Regions from separate parts of the Gossypium hirsutum genome. Here region 2 is linked to region 1. A link is a contact called in public Hi-C data. All regions are on one chromosome and are shown on one strand. Each heading gives the region's core, a stretch centred on a gene start, on an enhancer-like site or on the middle of the called end of the contact. The rest is flanking DNA. Distances are from core to core; before and after follow the strand shown. Region 1 has its middle 26 kb from the start of LOC121215439. Region 2 holds the start of LOC107949560 (serine-threonine kinase receptor-associated protein).

Region 1 (2,700 bases), core at 169-2,668:
GAAGGTTATGCTTTGTGTATGTAAATGTCTATATGATGAGCATGTTTGAGATAAATGATGGTTCAATTTAAGTAGGTTTCATGAAGGAATTTTCCTTGTAATTGGTTGTTCTTTAGCATGTTTTATGTTCATTATGTTTAAAGGTATTCTGGTTGGTGTATTTTATGTTTTAAACTTAATTTTTGAGTCCTTTAAGTTCATATTTTAGCATTAAGCTCTTAGGTATCAGAACAAGTGGGTTTTAAGGCAATTTTTGGCTCCAGGGATAGAGGTGTCGATACTAGTCCCTTGTTTTGAGTATTCTTGACATTTCCAGACTCGTTTTTGGTTTTAAACACTTTCAAACCCTAATAACTTGATTTTAAATGGTTTCAACATTATTTTAAAGTTCTATAATTGAATTTATTAATTTTTTATGTTTTTATAAAAAATATTTTAAAAATTAATTACTAAACTTGATGAAATGGATGATCATCGTCTAAGTTGCTTCGATAATAAATGTGACATCTTACATTCAAATTTATCATTAGTGTTGAGTTTGGGGTAGAACACATAATTTTGTACCTCAACTTTTATAATCTAAATATTTTATTTTAATTAAAAGGTTTAAGTATACATGTCCAAATACATAGTGTTTGTTTCTTCTTTTTTAGATTAAATAATAATGGTCAATTTTCAAATTTAGTCCCTATGCTATGTTCAAATTTGAAATTTTATCTTTATACTTATTTTTTTTTACATAATTTGATATTCAACTTTTCTAGCCAGTCTAAATACTTTATTTTGATTAAAATATATTGATGTGAATTTTTAAGAATTGAGAACACTATTAAAATTCTTTATTAAATTTAAGCCTATTACAATGTCAACTTTTTTGTTATATGGTTGCCAATTGAGTAATATTTTTTTTTTTAGTTTTTAGTATGTTACACTAACAAGTTTAACAAAAAAATTATAGCTGTGTTAACAAATGGAGTAAAAATTTTAAATCCAAAAAATTAAAATACTAAATTTCTAGAAAATGAAACTATTGAGATTAAATTTAAAATGTAATCAAAACATATTTTTACCTTCAAATATTCGGTCTATAATTTGGTAAAAAGAATCAATTCATCCAACATGAAGGTTACTGAAACCATACTAGTTTTTTAAGCGAATTGAAATTAGATTTTAAATAGGGGCGTTTTTGGAAAAGAATCGAGTTTGGGTGGCAGAAAACTGAAGAACTTGTAACTGTTTGCAACAGAATTTGGATTTTTTTTGGAGAAAAAGATCACTCGAATTTTCAGTTCCTCTTAAGTTTCTCTGAAATTATAGATGCTTTTAAATATATATATAAAATACTAAGCTTAATAATCAAAGTCGAAAATTGAATCCCATGGCTTCTTGTCGGCGTATGCTTCTAAAGGTCATAATTCTCGGTAACAGTGGGTAAATCTTATTATCATCTCACTTTAAGTCTTAGATTTATTGTTTACATTAGAATTTAACTTTTTATTAAATTTTCATTGATTTCCATTTTGATTTTGATTTTTGTTGACAAGCCTTTTCTTTTGATTTTTAAATTTCTAGGGTTGGAAAGACATCTCTCATGAATCAGTAATCTTTAAAACTTTTTCTTAGGTTTTTGAAATTTAAAATTGTTCGTTCTAGTGTTCTAGTTATTATTTATTTTTATTTGAATTAGGTATGTTAATCGTAAGTTTAGTAATCAGTACAAAGCGACGATCGGAGCCGATTTTTTGACAAAAGAGGTTCAATATGAAGATAGACTGTTTACATTGCAGGTAAAATGTTGTTCTTTTCGAAGTAGAAACAACTTATTTTCTTGTTTTTACAAATAAATAAGCTATAAATATGTTTGAGTGACATTCACGATAGACACTCACTTCTAAGTTCATATAACACCGGTAGTAACCAAGCCAACCTTTATCTCTTCTTTGTGAAGATTTTTATTTTGATTGGAAGTATTGAGAATAAGCCTTCTTTACATTTGTTGGCATTGATTCTCTGTTTTTGTGTGTAGATATGGGATACTGCTGGGCAGGAAAGATTTCAAAGTTTAGGTGTGGCCTTCTATCGAGGTGCCGATTGCTGTGTACTCGTGTATGACGTAAATGTAATGAAGTCCTTTGATAATCTTAATAATTGGCGTGAAGAGTTTCTGATTCAGGTAACTTTCTACTACATGACGTGTAGAATATTTTAATTGGAAGAATGAACTAATAATGTTGTGAATGTTAAATGTTCAGGCCAGTCCATCTGACCCCCGAAAATTTTCCGTTTGTTGTGCTGGGAAATAAGGTTGATGTTGATGGTGGTAATAGTCGAGTGGTAAGCTGTCATGCGCCCTCCCCATATGCATTTCTCCTCTCGGCTTGCACCTAAACCTTTCATAGTGTCAAATAGGAGTGTGTGACTTAGTTTTCTGACAGTTTAAGAATGTGATTATTTCTTTCTGGTTTAGGTTTCTGAAAAGAAAGTAAAAGCATGGTGTGCTTCAAAGGGAAACATACCGTATTTTGAGACCTCTGCAAAAGAAGGATTCAATGTTGATGCAGCATTTGAGTGCATAACTAAAAATGCTTTGAAAAATGAACCTGAAGAAGAAATGTAAGTATCATATGGGTCTGAATATTTTAGGCTCTGTTTTATTGGTGTTTTTTTTTTCTTTTGTAAATAGAAAAATAGTGAATAGAA
Region 2 (2,700 bases), core at 32-2,531, 170 kb after region 1:
CAAAAACGGATGCAGAGGAGTAATTGGGAATGTATAAGAACGCACAGAAAAAATCATTCCCCCAAAAAAGTGATTTCATAGCTGAATAAAATTACATACGCAGAAAAGTCAGCCGAGGCAGATGCTGCACGTAATGCTTTGGTATCCAGGCAGGAGCTCCATATTGCACCTTTATGCCCTTCAAATGTACCAATCCAATCTCCAGTTTCCCCATTTCTTAACATTGGACTGGAGTCTGAATTTCCAACGCATCATTAGAAATAGAGTTGATAAACATTAAAACAAATCCCGTTGACAATCCGATCAACCACAAATCAGATTTCCTGCTCCGAAACTACTATTCCATTTCAAGTTACAGAACAACAATAACTTACAGTTTTTTACAACAAAACAATAGCTAAAGTCCTGCTCAACGCAATTTACATCAACATTGGAATCGAATTCACATAACTACAAGTCTACTTAAGAGTCTGCAATTCAATCTAATGAGACTAAAATCATTACTACATAATTAATAAAAGAAAAAAAACTGGCAGTTAAAAAGCCAGTTTAAAACAGTAAATATATAAATAAAATTCAAAACAGAAAATCAATATGATCCGGAAGAGCAGAACAGACTAACTCAAAAGAAAAATCCAAACCCAATTCAACATTAGAGTAACTGGACAGAGATACATAGCTGATTATACCTAAATGATCACTAAAACAAAATTCAAAAGAAGCCCAGATTTTAAATTGGCGTGAACCAATAATAAAAACCGAAACCCATACCTTTACTGGCACTAATAAGAAAAAATCCATCAGGAGTTATAGGACTGTAGAACAAATCAACCACCGGCCTTGAATGCCCATGGCACACTAATGGCACAGTCACCTTTTTCTTCTCCATTTCTCCAATTTAACAACAAAAATAGTAAAAAAAAATTTTAAAAACCCAATAAAACAAATACTTAATCCTTTTCGATCAATCTCGTTTAACAGCAAAAAAGAAGATTTTTTTTTCTTAATCTTAACAAAGTGGGTCAATATTGCATAACTGAAATTGTCAAAAAATTATGATACTTAAAAAGAAATGTTTTTCCTTTTCTCTTTTTCTAAGAGAAGGGGATAGAGAGGAAACCCTAAGTGTAGGGTTTGATTTCTTTATGACGCTGGAAATTTATAAATTGCTAGATAACAAGAAGTGTTTGGATATGAAAATCAACACTATTTTTTATTGATAAGAATATTTTTCAAAAAAAAAAGAAAAAAGAAAAATATATAATATATAAGGGCTTTGAGAGCAAGGAAGAACATGGGAAAGAGGGGTTTATATAATAGTGTGAGATTTTGGCATTTTGTTAGTATTTGCAAAGAAGGGCTGCTGTGTTTGTGTAATTTTTAGATATTTACCCACTTCCATTCAAACTTACCCACCATATCATAACCCAAATTACGAAATTAAGCAATGAAATTTTTGTATAAATTTCTTACTCTATTCATCCAATCGTGATCACAATAAAATTACATCATCCACCATCTACTAGCGATGGAAAAATATTTGTTAGAATTAAAAGGTTGATAAGTATTATATAGTAGTATAAAAAAATATTTTAAAAAATTTACATAATAATTTTTTAAAATTATTTGTGGAATAAAAAAAAGTACATTACCAGTGTACTAAATATTAACTCCTATTATCTATATTATATATATATAGAATAACATCACATTTAGTACTTGCAGTTTTATAAAATGTTCAATGTGATATTTGAACTATGTGTTCTATTATATGATATTTATACTTTCATAAAATGTTTAATATGGTACTTGTACTTTGAAAATATCCAATGTAGTGCCTGAACTATCAATATGTGTTTTATTATAGTACTTGGTGTTAACACCATTAGTGAAATCATAAACCAGGCAATGAAAATTCGACACGTACAATATTTTTTTCAAGTCATCAAGTCCACATGAATAATATAACATGATGTGATAAACGAAAAAAAATTTAATTAAATTAAAAAAATAACTAAACATATGGTTAATTAAAATAAATAAATACTAAACTTAAATAAGCAAAAATGTAATTTTCTCCATTTACTTAAATGACCATCTAACAGTGGCGGAGCCACCATTGAATTGACCCCACAAAAAAATGTAAAAAAAAATATTACTTATAGATTTTTTTAAAAAAAATTATATAATTGGTGCGAATTGACCCCACAAAAAAATGTAAAAAAAAATATTACTTATAGATTTTTTTTAAAAAAATTATATAATTGGTGCATTGACCCCATAAAATATTTGAAAATGATCTGATAAAAATATATTTTCCCAAAAATTTAAAAAATCCGCAAAATTTTTTAAAAATAATTATTTTATAAAATAAATTATTTTATATAAAAAAATAAATTTCTCCCCACCCACTAAACCCAAAAATCTTCAATTCTTTTATTTTTTTCTCCCAACACAAGTTACTTTTCTCTCTCACATTTCTCTTATTCTCTCCCTGTCTAAAATTTTTAAGGATATGGGTTCAATATTTTGATACTTAGTGAGTCTCCCTAATTTGGCAACAACTCTGGGTTTTTTACAAAAATATTATTAAAAAAATAAAAGTTTACCAAAATATTATAACTTTTTTTTATTTACCAAAATATTACAACTTTTTATTTATTTATCAAAATATATAAACTTTTTTATTATTTACCAAAA

Evidence for each region. A called contact is a pair of places that touch in the nucleus more often than the background predicts.
Region 2: a contact with region 1 is called in a Hi-C map of leaf, with 2.7 times the contacts expected there. The contact joins the promoter of LOC107949560 here to the enhancer-like site in region 1. A contact is called at or near these places in 7 of 34 Hi-C or Micro-C datasets (callus, hypocotyl, leaf and 2 more).

Annotation. Positions count from the first base shown.
Region 1 is chrD03:13,268,388-13,271,087 of Gossypium_hirsutum_v2.1, forward strand. It overlaps the pseudogene LOC107949557. Among protein-coding and RNA genes, the nearest start is that of LOC121215439, 26 kb to the left of the region's middle. Within about 2 kb of position 1,419, at least 5 of the 9 cell types and tissues checked have an H3K27ac peak or open chromatin away from gene starts, as enhancers often do.
Region 2 is chrD03:13,442,215-13,444,914 of Gossypium_hirsutum_v2.1, forward strand. It overlaps LOC107949560 (serine-threonine kinase receptor-associated protein), which reads right to left and starts at 1,282. Exons shown (of 7, transcript XM_016884255.2): 1 at 772-1,282; 2 at 100-235. The coding sequence starts at 889.